2 separate regions of the Mus musculus genome follow, and region 1 is linked to region 2. Evidence: chromatin contacts called from public Micro-C data. All regions are on one chromosome and are shown on one strand. The core of a region is the stretch at or near the end of the contact, and the rest is flanking DNA. Distances in the headings are between cores, read along the strand shown. Region 1 holds the start of Asb8 (ankyrin repeat and SOCS box-containing 8). Region 2 holds the start of Vdr (vitamin D (1,25-dihydroxyvitamin D3) receptor).

Region 1 (5,083 bases), core at 1,067-3,566, 240 kb before region 2:
CCGTCTATGTGCTCTTGGTTTCGTTTTGGGTAGAACTATTCTTCACCGTGCACCTTGGACATAAAGCCTTGTTGATATGATCATCCTCTGTCTTCCAATCCTTAATGAAAAGGAACCACACTTCATCTCTGTCCCCCGAAAAGCTGAGGCCCTAGGAAGTAAACGCTCAGTAGAAGTCCCGACAAATCTCAAGCAAAGTCTCCAAACACCTCAAGACAACCTGGGTGGGCAGCCTATTTTATTACCACTAGCAAAATGCAATCACTCACACATTTAGAAAATACTGATTTTTTCCCCATAATCTAAAAGCTTTAATATTTACTGCTCAATAAATTTGGGGATTGCGTAGAGGAAAGGAGAGCAACCATCAGGACATAGAATTGTCTTCTCAAAAAAAAAAAAAAATTCCCAGTGCAACAGGAATTAGAGACATTTTTTGAATAGTTTGTCTAAAAAAGAAGAAAACCAAGAACAACATAAAATAGAAAAAAGGACAAAAACAATATTAGATTTTATTTTATTTTTTTGGTTTTTGAGACAGGGTTTCTCTGTGTAGCCCTGGCTGTCCTGGAACTCACTCTGTAGACCAGGCTGGCCTCGATCTCAGAAATCTGCCTGCCTCTCCCTCCCAAGTGCTGGGATTAAAGGCATGCGCCACCACTGCCCGGCTCAAATATTAGATTTTAAATGTGACAAGAAGTCAATGTTTTACAAATAGGCAATGTTATAAAGATTTCATGTTACTATTCTAATTTTTCTGTATGTTTGAATATTTTTATAAAAATATTAAAATTTAAAATTGAGAATCATTATTGTCCTTATCTTTCTTCAGGAAGAAGAAGAAAAAAAAATAGAACAGACACTGTAGGCTTTGCAATTTTATAATGAAGTGCTCTCAAGCTCCATTTTGTAGTACAGTACCATGACGATAGCTATACAGCGGTTTGAAATTGGGCAAGTGAGAAAGCATTTGGGAAGCAAGACTTTGTTTTTTACTTAAAATCAAATTTTCTAGAAATAGAAGGATATTTAAGTATTATTACAGCCAATGAAAGACCCACAATGTGAGGGCTCCCCCACGTTCTGACTCAGGAGAGGCGACACCCCAAAATCACCCACAAGAAACGGGTCTTGCTGCAAATTGCAAGAGGATTTTTATTCAAGAGCGCTCTCGGGCCCATGGTCATACACCACGCAGGGGTAGAGGACCGTGGCGCCCTGAGTAGCTGGGTAAGGGGGTATTTAAAGGAAGAAACCGAAACTTAAGGAAGTGGGGAGGGTGTTGTTGGAAGATACCAAAGATACCAGTTAAGAGTCACAAGGAAGTGTAAAGTTACAAGAGTCACAAGGAATACCTGGTAATTGTTAACTCTCAAGACAGCTTCTAAGAGCCTCTAACAATAGCACATTTGCATTGCAGGTTCTGGTAATGGCCAGGGTGACTTTCTTTGAATGAGCACTCTTTGAACCCAGGAAGCGGGTGGGTAGAGGAATGTTGCTCTCTTTTTTGATTAGCATACCTTTACAAAGGCCACATTCCCAAGCCTGGGCCTAAAGGCCTAGAATTCTGTTTTTACGTTGTTATACTTTCACCAACACTCAAGAAAGATAATACTCGGAGAAATTGAGCGAAATACATCAGTCTCAAAGCCAATGCCCGAACCCTGTACTCTTCCTTCTGTGTTGGGTCATTGAACTACAGCTGGCCCAGAACCTCCGAAGAGAGGTGACTGCCACCCTCCAGGTTACAGTACTTCATCTTGCTAGATCCTTAGACCCTCTGCTGTGTACAAGTGCAAACCTGCTTTTGTTATGTAGTGGGTAAATTCTGAGAGAGAGAGAGGGAGAGAGAGAGAGAGAGAGAGAGAGAGAGAGAGAGAGAGAGAGAGAGTTAGTTCAAATAAGCTGGGCTTCCTCAAATCAAGATTGAGAGGCAGTCACCAGCAGCTTGCTCTGTCAATTATGTGACGCTTGTACTCTGAAATGGATGATGCTAAGCAGAGAAGACGGTGGGGATGTGGTGCCAGGACTGTTTGCAGATATAGACTCTGGGAGGCAGACTAATGGGATGCCCTGGTCCACACAGACGCAGACTTATAAGAATAGGCTTAAAATTCGGGATTTTCCTCCACCATTGGACCAGGACACGAGGCCAGAGGCTAGGAGTGATCTAGCGATCGCGCCCACGTCCTATAAGCAGCGACAGGGGAATGCGTCCAGCTCCTTAGGAAAGTTTTAAGAACCCACCAACGTCCACAGTCTGCGCAGGCGCACTCGGCTCGCTCACACTGGCCTGCGCGCAGGCGCCCACGCACTCGGCCGGCTTGCGCTGTAAACCCCGGGGCTGATGCGAGCCGCTTCTGCTTCCGGGTCACGCCTTGACAGCGGCTTCCCGGACCGATCTGACCCGCGGTTCGGTGAGTGCGGCCGTGAGTGCGGGACGGTGTTGAAGCCAGCCCCCCTCCCCACCCCCAAGTCGGTGCTTCGCAGCCTGTGAACGCCCCTTAGCCGCCTGCCCGGCCTCTGTGCCTCCGGACCCGGCCACCGTTCCCGGCCTTTGCGGGTGGTGGGGGCGGGGGCTGGTCGGCGCCCCGGGGTGCAGGCTGAGACTCCCGGGACTCGCCCGGATTGCTGTGAGCGCCCGGGGGTCCCTGCCGCAAGGGACGCAGCAGCCCTGGCCTTTGCTGCCCTGGCCCCCGCCCCTCTCCGTCCGTCTGTCCGTCCAGACCCGGCAGCTGCGAACCTCCAGCTGTCCGCGTCCTGGGATTGGGAGCCTCCGGCCAGGCCAAGGGTCACCGCGGGGGCGAGGCCGACGCCGGCCCTGAGCAGGGTCTGTTGAGTGTATTTGTGCATTGCTTTAAAAAAAAAAAAAAAAAGTTTTCTGTACATTCCATAGGAGGGAGAAGAAAAAACAGGGCATGGAGCAAACGAGTCACAGCTGAGGGAAGGACCCACCGGGGTCAGATTGCAGGGTTGCTGGCCTCGGGGGCCACAGGGAAGTTGATTATCTTGATCTATCCTGACAGCAGATGCTGTCCTTGCGAAAGGCACACAGTTTCACCTGGAGCTTCAAGGTAGAGTTCTTAGCCTGGAAGCCAGGAACATCCATAAAATGAGTGCAGGGTTTAGTGCCATCTGCTTAATGTACCAGGAACTTACACAACCACATCAGGTCAAGCCTTCTGCTTTGTCCCCTCTGACCAACACCGTTGCTGAAACCCGGACTATACCTTTGCGCCCACCCCACCTCCCAACCCCATGCTTTTTTGTCCCCTTTGTTACAAAGTTTAAGAAAAAAAAAACAGGATTTGCCGAATTCTAAGCCATACCCACAGCCTCGCATACCTTTCAGACAGCTGTTAATGGCTACTGATTAGCAAAAAGAAACTAGAGTTTATACTACATTATCGAATGTATAAAGGGATAACCCATCGCAAATTTGCGCTTCTTAGTAGTTGCATGTGTAATTATATATATATATTCTACAGTAAAGCTTTTGCTTCTGAGTCACACCCTGACAGCAACTTACCTAACCCAGGGGTTTGGTGAGTCCGATCCTGGGTGCTTGATGCTGTGATGCCAATTCAAATATGGATTTAACAAATTTATATTGAGGACCAGCATGTGCCAGGCACTACTTAAAAACCTTCTCATAACCTTTACTCTTAGGGGTGGGGTTGATTTTTTTGTTTGTTTGTTTTTCGAGACAGGGTTTCTCTGTGTAGCCCTAGCTGTCCTGGAACTCACTTTGTAGACCAGGCTGGCCTCGAACTCAGAAATCTGCCTGCCTCTGCCTTCCAAGTGCTGGGGATTAAAGGCGTGTGCCACCACGCCCGGCATTCTTTCCAGTTTTTGATAGGTGCTTTTTTTTTTTTTATAAGGATGCACCACCTCAATAGCTGTTATTTAACACATCTTCCATAGTTAAAGCTTTTATTGTAGTTGAATCTAAATACGTTGAATTATTTTCTTTCACCGCTCATCCTAGAATTCTCTACCATAACGTAGTTTCAACACATTTGCACAGCCATATTTCTCAGGCATGTTGACTAGCCAGTTATTAAAATGTTTTTATTTTAAATCTGCTTATTACCCAGAATTGGAAGTATTTTTTTATTGGCTTGAAGTTTTAAAGATTTGTGTTGATTCCAGAGTGGTTCTATGCTTACTTTCCCCACTGCCCGGCTTTTTTTCTCCTTTGAATATTTGAAAATATTTTACGGGCTGGTGGGATGGCTCAGTGGGTAAGAGCACCCGACTGTTCTTCCAAAGGTCCAGAGTTCAAATCCCAGCAACCACATGGTGGCTCACAACCATCTGTAACGAAATCTGACGCCCTCTTCTGGTGTGTCTGAAGACAGCTACAGTGTACTTGCATGTAATAAATGAATGGATCTTTAAAAAAAAAAAAAAAAAAAGAAAATATTTTACAGATGACTTATCATAGGATAGGTTTATTCCATTGCCTCCCCTTCCACACAGGCATCACACTTTTTCATAGTCTGTCAAGCGACCAGTATTTGTTAAACATCTACGTTGTATGGGATGTGGTGGCTGGCTTTACTGAGCAGAGAAGACAGAGAAACGATGATATGTGCATACGTATATTGTAAGACAAGGGTGTAAGGAACCTGAAGGTGCTACCAGGAAAAAAATAGCAAAAATTCAGAGCAGGAAGAGAGTGGCATGTTCTCTTCAGCCTTCAGAGACTCCTTGCTAGCCTTTGAAGGCCGTGTTGCGCTCCAGGAGGGTCTTAGGACCTGACCCTTGGGGGGATCTTGTCAAATGAGAGAGTAGAATGTGCTGGGCGTGGTGGCGCACACCTTTAATCCCAGCATTCCGGAGGCAGAGGCAGGCGGATTTCTGAGTTCGAGGCCAGCCTGGTCTACAGAGTGAGTTCCAGGACAGCCAGGGCTGCACAGAGAAACCCTGTCTCGAAAAAAGAAAAAAAAAAAAAAAAACCAAGAGAGAGAGAGAGAGAGAGAGAGAAAGAATGTGGACCCAAGGGTCAGAATGTCCAGGGTTACTTAGCATCCTAACAGTTGTTATAGTCTAGTGCCTTACTATCCCAAGAGGTGACACC
Region 2 (5,397 bases), core at 1,106-3,605:
AAAGTATCTTGTTAGAAGGTGAGAAACCCTGGGCTAGAGGAACATATACTACAGCGGCTCATTGTTGCCGGGAGATGGTGGAAAGGGTTTGATGGACAGAGACAAGGAGGAGACTAGAGTCTGGAGAGCCAGGTGAGAGGAGGTGGTCCGGGAATTGGGGGAGTCTCGGAGGACATCACTAGGGGTGTGGTTATTGGGCCAATCACGGAGTGTGTTAAACACAGCAAGGACACCTAGAACCTTGACAAACCTAGCACATCTGACTTCTTCCTGGCTGTTTTTTTTCTTTAATTAACACCAAGGGCATGTATCTATCTATCTATCTATCTATCTATCTATCTATCTATCTATCTATCTATCTATTCATTTATTTATTTTTATTTTATGTACATTGATGACTTGATTGAATGGATGTCTGTGTGAGGGTGTTGGATCCCCTGGAACAAGAGTTACAGACAGTTGTGAGCTGCCAGGTAGGTATTGGGAATTGAACCCTGGTCCTCTGGAAGAGCAGACAGTGCTTTTAATGGCCAAGCTATCTCTTTGCCCCTCTCCTCACATGGTTGGTTTTTCTAGACTGTGATCCAATAGGTGAAAATTACTTGGGATTTTTTTTTTTTTGAGAGGCAGTGTGAAATGATGGAGGTCAGTCATAAAGAAGACGGGGTTCAAGTGGTTCTGTCATTGCCCAGCTGCAAAAATGCCAAGTTTTAAGATGGGGGGGGGCGGAGTTTTTGCTGCTCTGTCTTGAAAGATTGACATGAAGGTTGAATAAAACATCCAGAGAACATGCTACCCTATGTGAACTTCCAGCTCACGGCTGTGAAAAAGATTCCCAGTAAGGTCAGTATGGCTTATGTAGGTGCACATCTTCCATCGCCTCCTGCAGAGGCTCACGGGGGGGGGGGTTGGGGGGGTTGGGGGGGTTGGGGGTGGGGGGGGGGATTTCAAAATGCCCTAAGGTGTTGGCTGTTGAGACTCCCTCCTGTGCTTTTCTTCTTGAGAGAGTCAGCTTTCCCCTGATGTTCTAGAAAGTGATTCTTTCATTTAGAATAAATGATTTCTTTTTTCATTTAGAATAAACACCAGCCTGGGAGGGCTCCCAAAAGGCCTCTTCCATTCATTCATTGAGTTTAAACACCATGTGTCACATGTTTTCTGAAAACGTTGAAGCCTTCCCAGAATGTTTCCACTACCGTCTCTTAAAGAGCTCCTCACAGCTTCCCCTCAGACCCCACTGTCTGGAAGCTCTTTCTTCTATTTAGCCTCCGTTGGTTTCTTGGGGACAGTCAGCAAGAGCTGGAAGGGGCAGTATTTCTTCCACTCTAACACCTCTGTGTGAGGAATGAGAAGTGCACTAACCGCCAGGCTGGGCTCTCATCCTCCACTGGTCCACGGCTTGGTCTGTGCAAATCACTGGGTTCTCCACCTCCCTGTCCCCACTGAGCCTCCTAAACATTATCTTTCCTAACTACAGGAGGTCACCAACTGTCCAGTGACATTGGGGGTATCTGTATTCTAGAACACCCTTATGTTTATTTATGCATACATCTCCTACTCAAAAAAGGGACCCCTATAGACTGCGGAGCACGGAGCGTGTGAGTAGAGTAATCTTTATCCAAATTTTTCTACAATGAGTTCTCAGGAGCCATGCACAGTTCCAGGTCTTGAGGTGAACTTTGTGCCTTTCCTTCACACCAGGGTCTCGGTGGCAAGGGATGATCTGGGAGGCAGAGACCTCAGAAGCTACAGCAAGGCTTGCTGGAATGAGATGCAATTAGCCAGGAACATGCTCCGTCGGTGTAGTTAGCAGAAGAACGTCAGGTAGGAGAGAGGACGCAACTCCAACCTCCAATCTGGTTTTCTTGGGCTAATCCTAACCAGTAGAGTCCGGCTGAGCGCCCTGCAGGAGAAACTCACCTGAGGTTCCCCATCCGGCGCGCGCAGAGAACGGCTCCCTGCAGCGCGCCGCGGGCGTCGGGGTCCCGGGTCAACTCAGGTACGGGTGACACACCTGGGGGAGGCGTTTACAGCAGATTGGGTAGAACCACGGCGGCAGGGGTGGGTGGTGGCTACATCACGGATCATCACAGGCAGAAACGTGGATTTGCACACACGACATCATCAAATACTGTTCCACGGAAGGCAGACGCCTGTGCTGCACTGTGGCTGGCGGTCCTGGAGCCCCTCACAAGGCAGGGCCTCCAAGGCGACAGTGCAGTGGTTGATTCCAAGTCAAGAAAGTTTCAGGGCTTCAGAGGACTGAACTTAGTGGGCGTGGTTGAGGGGCAGGGCGGTCCGGGGGCGGGGCCTTGCGGGGGCGGGGCCAGGTGCTGAGCAGTCTCTGCTTGTCAAAAAGCTGCTGCCGAGCCCTAAGCACGGGAAGCGCCGAGCTGTGTGTCCACCGCCAGACCAGGTGCGGATCGGGGTGCAGGGGGAAGGGGGTTCTGGGTGAGTGGTTAGACCCGGGGCAGGCGTCTGGGATCTAGAGGTCTCAGCGTTCGGGTGCAAGCGCTAGAGTCCAAGACTCGGAAAGCAAAGTTGGCGACTGAGATCCGGGCTGTGGTGCCATGAGGTTGGGACTCTGAGAGGGCACCCAAGTCTGAGAAAGCTGAAGTTCGTACGAGGCTGGCGAGGGGACAGCCACCTCCGCGATGCTCAGGCGGCTCAGCGTGGGAGTCCTTAGCTAGGAGGGTGCTCAGCGCTGGACAACAAGAAGCGTTTGTTTCTTTCCTGGGACGGGCGCTTTGACTTGGAGTGGAGGAGTAAGAAGGGAGTGATTGGCTGTCGATGGTGCTAAGGTCTCTGGAGGTGGAGTGTGTAGAGCCTGTTTATTACTTCGCGGAGCCATGTGTGATCACCAGTGATAGTGGAGTGGAATCTTTTATATGGAGTTTTTTCCTTTTGTGCTTGCCTTTCTAAAACCGCCGGTGCTTTGAGACCAGTGTGCTAGGTTTCTCTTTCAGGAGAGCCTGTCCACAGATGTCCAGAGGGACTCGAGGGTGAGCGTGGAAATTGAGAAAGGGGTTTTAAGGACTAGTTTCTGTTTGGAGAGTGAAGGGACTTGGATGCAAGAGGCGAATCTAGGTAGGATCTGCGTGTGATCTCCAAGTCCACTGTCTCCACTATGACTATCCCCTACCTGAGGCTGAATCTGCCTGGGCTCTGGGAGCCTTGGCTCTCTGAGTCTGAGCAACCCTCCTCCTCCTGCTGTTCCTCCTCCTTCTGCTCCTCCTCCTCTTCCTCCTCCTCCTTCTCCTCCTCCTCCTCTTTGTGGTGAATGAGTCAGCCTCCTGTCTGGGCCCAGCAGCGGTAAGAGGGGCCAGAGCCTAGGCAAGCAGTTGGGCAGGCATTTTCTGGGCATTGCAAATGTTCCCTTGGACAGAGTTCAGGTCTGCCTCGATGCCCCGAGGAAAGCCATCTTCTTCATGACACAGGAGGTGGGGGGGGGGGGAATGTCAGCAAAGGCTGATGGGCAAGGGATGATTCCAGGAGATGGCCACGAAGAGACAGTGGCTTTGTGGTAAATCCTCACCTCTTCCTATTCTTAAGAACTAGAGGCACATCCCAGTACTGTGGAGTTACCAGGCACTGGTTCCATTTCTACCTTGTCAGGTACCCATCTTGTCCCGTAAGGCAGGCATGCAGGAGAAATCAGAAGGCCGAGGGAGCAGAAAATGCAAGGAATGCTCTCCCCAGGCTAGGGAGGAAGAGTGGACTTCTGAGGGGCAGAGAGCAGTTGTCTGGACCCAGGACCGTCAACTCTGTAAACTAAGGGTTTTTATATTTGGGGGCCATCTCTATTCCTTCTCTAGCTGAAGACTGGAGAGAATAGTGTGTGCAGCCAGAACAGGAGACAGTAGGAGTGAAAGTGTCTGCCTTTGTTTTGGATACTAGAGACCCCTTGAGCAGAAATAGGTGACCCGTAGCCTTTTCTACCTTGTGTGAGGGACACAGGGAGGACAACAGGGACATTGCTTCAAACTGCAAAAAGTAGGAATCCCCAGTCAGTACTCCTGGTCAACTGTGATTTGCTTCCTGACCAAGATAGAGAAGGGAAAGGAGAGAAAGGAAGAAAGTGGGGCAGCTTAGCCGACCCCCACTCTTCTCCAGGCACAGTCATAAGTCTGCGTATACTCTAGCGGCCCTGGTGCGTTGGGCTCTACTTATTTATAACATGATCTATTAGTCTCCCTCCCCCGCCCACCTCTGAACTGATCTCTTGGAGGGACTGAATCCCCTGGGAAGCCCCTAGAGACCCCCTGGCCCTCTGCCGTAAGCACAGATTGTAGATGTGCAAATCCTAGGCTTTCAGTAGAGGAAGGCCTAGGGTCTAAATAGGTAGACCGAGAAGTCACCCAAGACAGGAGAATGCTGCTGTTGAGTGTTGCATCCTATATCTTAGAAATTGTCTGAGATCAGCCTCTTGGCTCCTACCGTCTACACAGCAGCTAAGCAAGGCTGGGGTGCCAGGATCTAATTTGTAGTTGGATCGTGGGCTTCTGCTTGCCACTGTTGTGAATTCATTTGGGGTGCAGGTAGAGGGAATAAGGACATGGCCATATTCGACTGAGAGCCTTCTGTGTGTCCCAGCATGGTGGCAGCCCCCTGTCCCAAGAGATGCCAGCAAAGCAGATCTGTTTGACTCGATTCAGCCTCCAAATCAACCTCCAGAAGGGACAGCAGCCCTGGCACTGTCTTCCATTGCTCTTCAGTTCGGGAGGCTCTGACTGGGCTGCAGCCAGCCTGGCAGCAGCTTTCGACTACCAGGACCTCACTTTTAATTACACTTCTCTCCTGTTTGTCCTTAACATTGCTTCATGTCATTGCCCGATGAACACACACACACACACACACACACACACACACACACACACACACGCACGCACAGAGCGACTTATGATTTATTATCTAAACTGGGTTTCTCATGAGTGAGTGAAGGGGGTTTTGTGTGTGGCTATGCCAAGACATAAACCCAAACCAGAGTAAGCTGGATACCTTACCATCCAAACCCAGGAGAGGTCACTCGGAGTGATAAAGGGACAAGAGGGTCGGGAGAGACTTGAGGCTGAGGTGAACGTGGGGCAGCCTGATCCCAAGGGCAATCACAACACCTCAGCCCACTCTCTGGCCTGGTCAGCCAATCCCTGGCCTGGTCAGCCAATCCCTGGCCTGGTCAGCCAATCCCAGGCCTTCCTTAAGGGTAGCAACGCCCCTGGACACCTCATCTCCAGACTCAGCCTACCGCTGAAATGACTTTCTTTTGTCCTTTGCTTGTCCTTATCCTGCCCTTACCTTTGGTTTTTCCTGTGCCACGGCAGCTCAGAAAGGGACAAGAAGACCTGCCAGCTCTTCTTTAGCTTCCCCAAGGGAACTGGGATAGAGTTAAACTAAGAG

The links. Hi-C and Micro-C count contacts between places; a contact is called where the count stands out from the background.
Region 1: a Micro-C map of the HL-1 cell line shows a contact between it and region 2, with 2.9 times the contacts expected there. The contact joins the promoter of Asb8 here to the promoter of Vdr in region 2. A contact is called at or near these places in 3 of 39 promoter capture datasets (the 3T3-L1 cell line, hippocampal neurons and liver), 1 of 484 Hi-C or Micro-C datasets (the HL-1 cell line), 2 of 115 datasets of contacts at active chromatin or transcription factors (both in embryonic stem cells) and 1 of 9 other capture datasets (adipose tissue).

What each region holds. Positions count from the first base shown.
Region 1 is chr15:98,142,935-98,148,017 of GRCm38.p6, reverse strand. It overlaps Asb8 (ankyrin repeat and SOCS box-containing 8), which reads left to right and starts at 2,316. Exons shown (of 4, transcript NM_001170710.1): 1 at 2,316-2,417.
Region 2 is chr15:97,905,254-97,910,650 of GRCm38.p6, reverse strand. Vdr (vitamin D (1,25-dihydroxyvitamin D3) receptor) reads left to right here and starts at 2,355. Exons shown (of 10, transcript NM_009504.4): 1 at 2,355-2,416.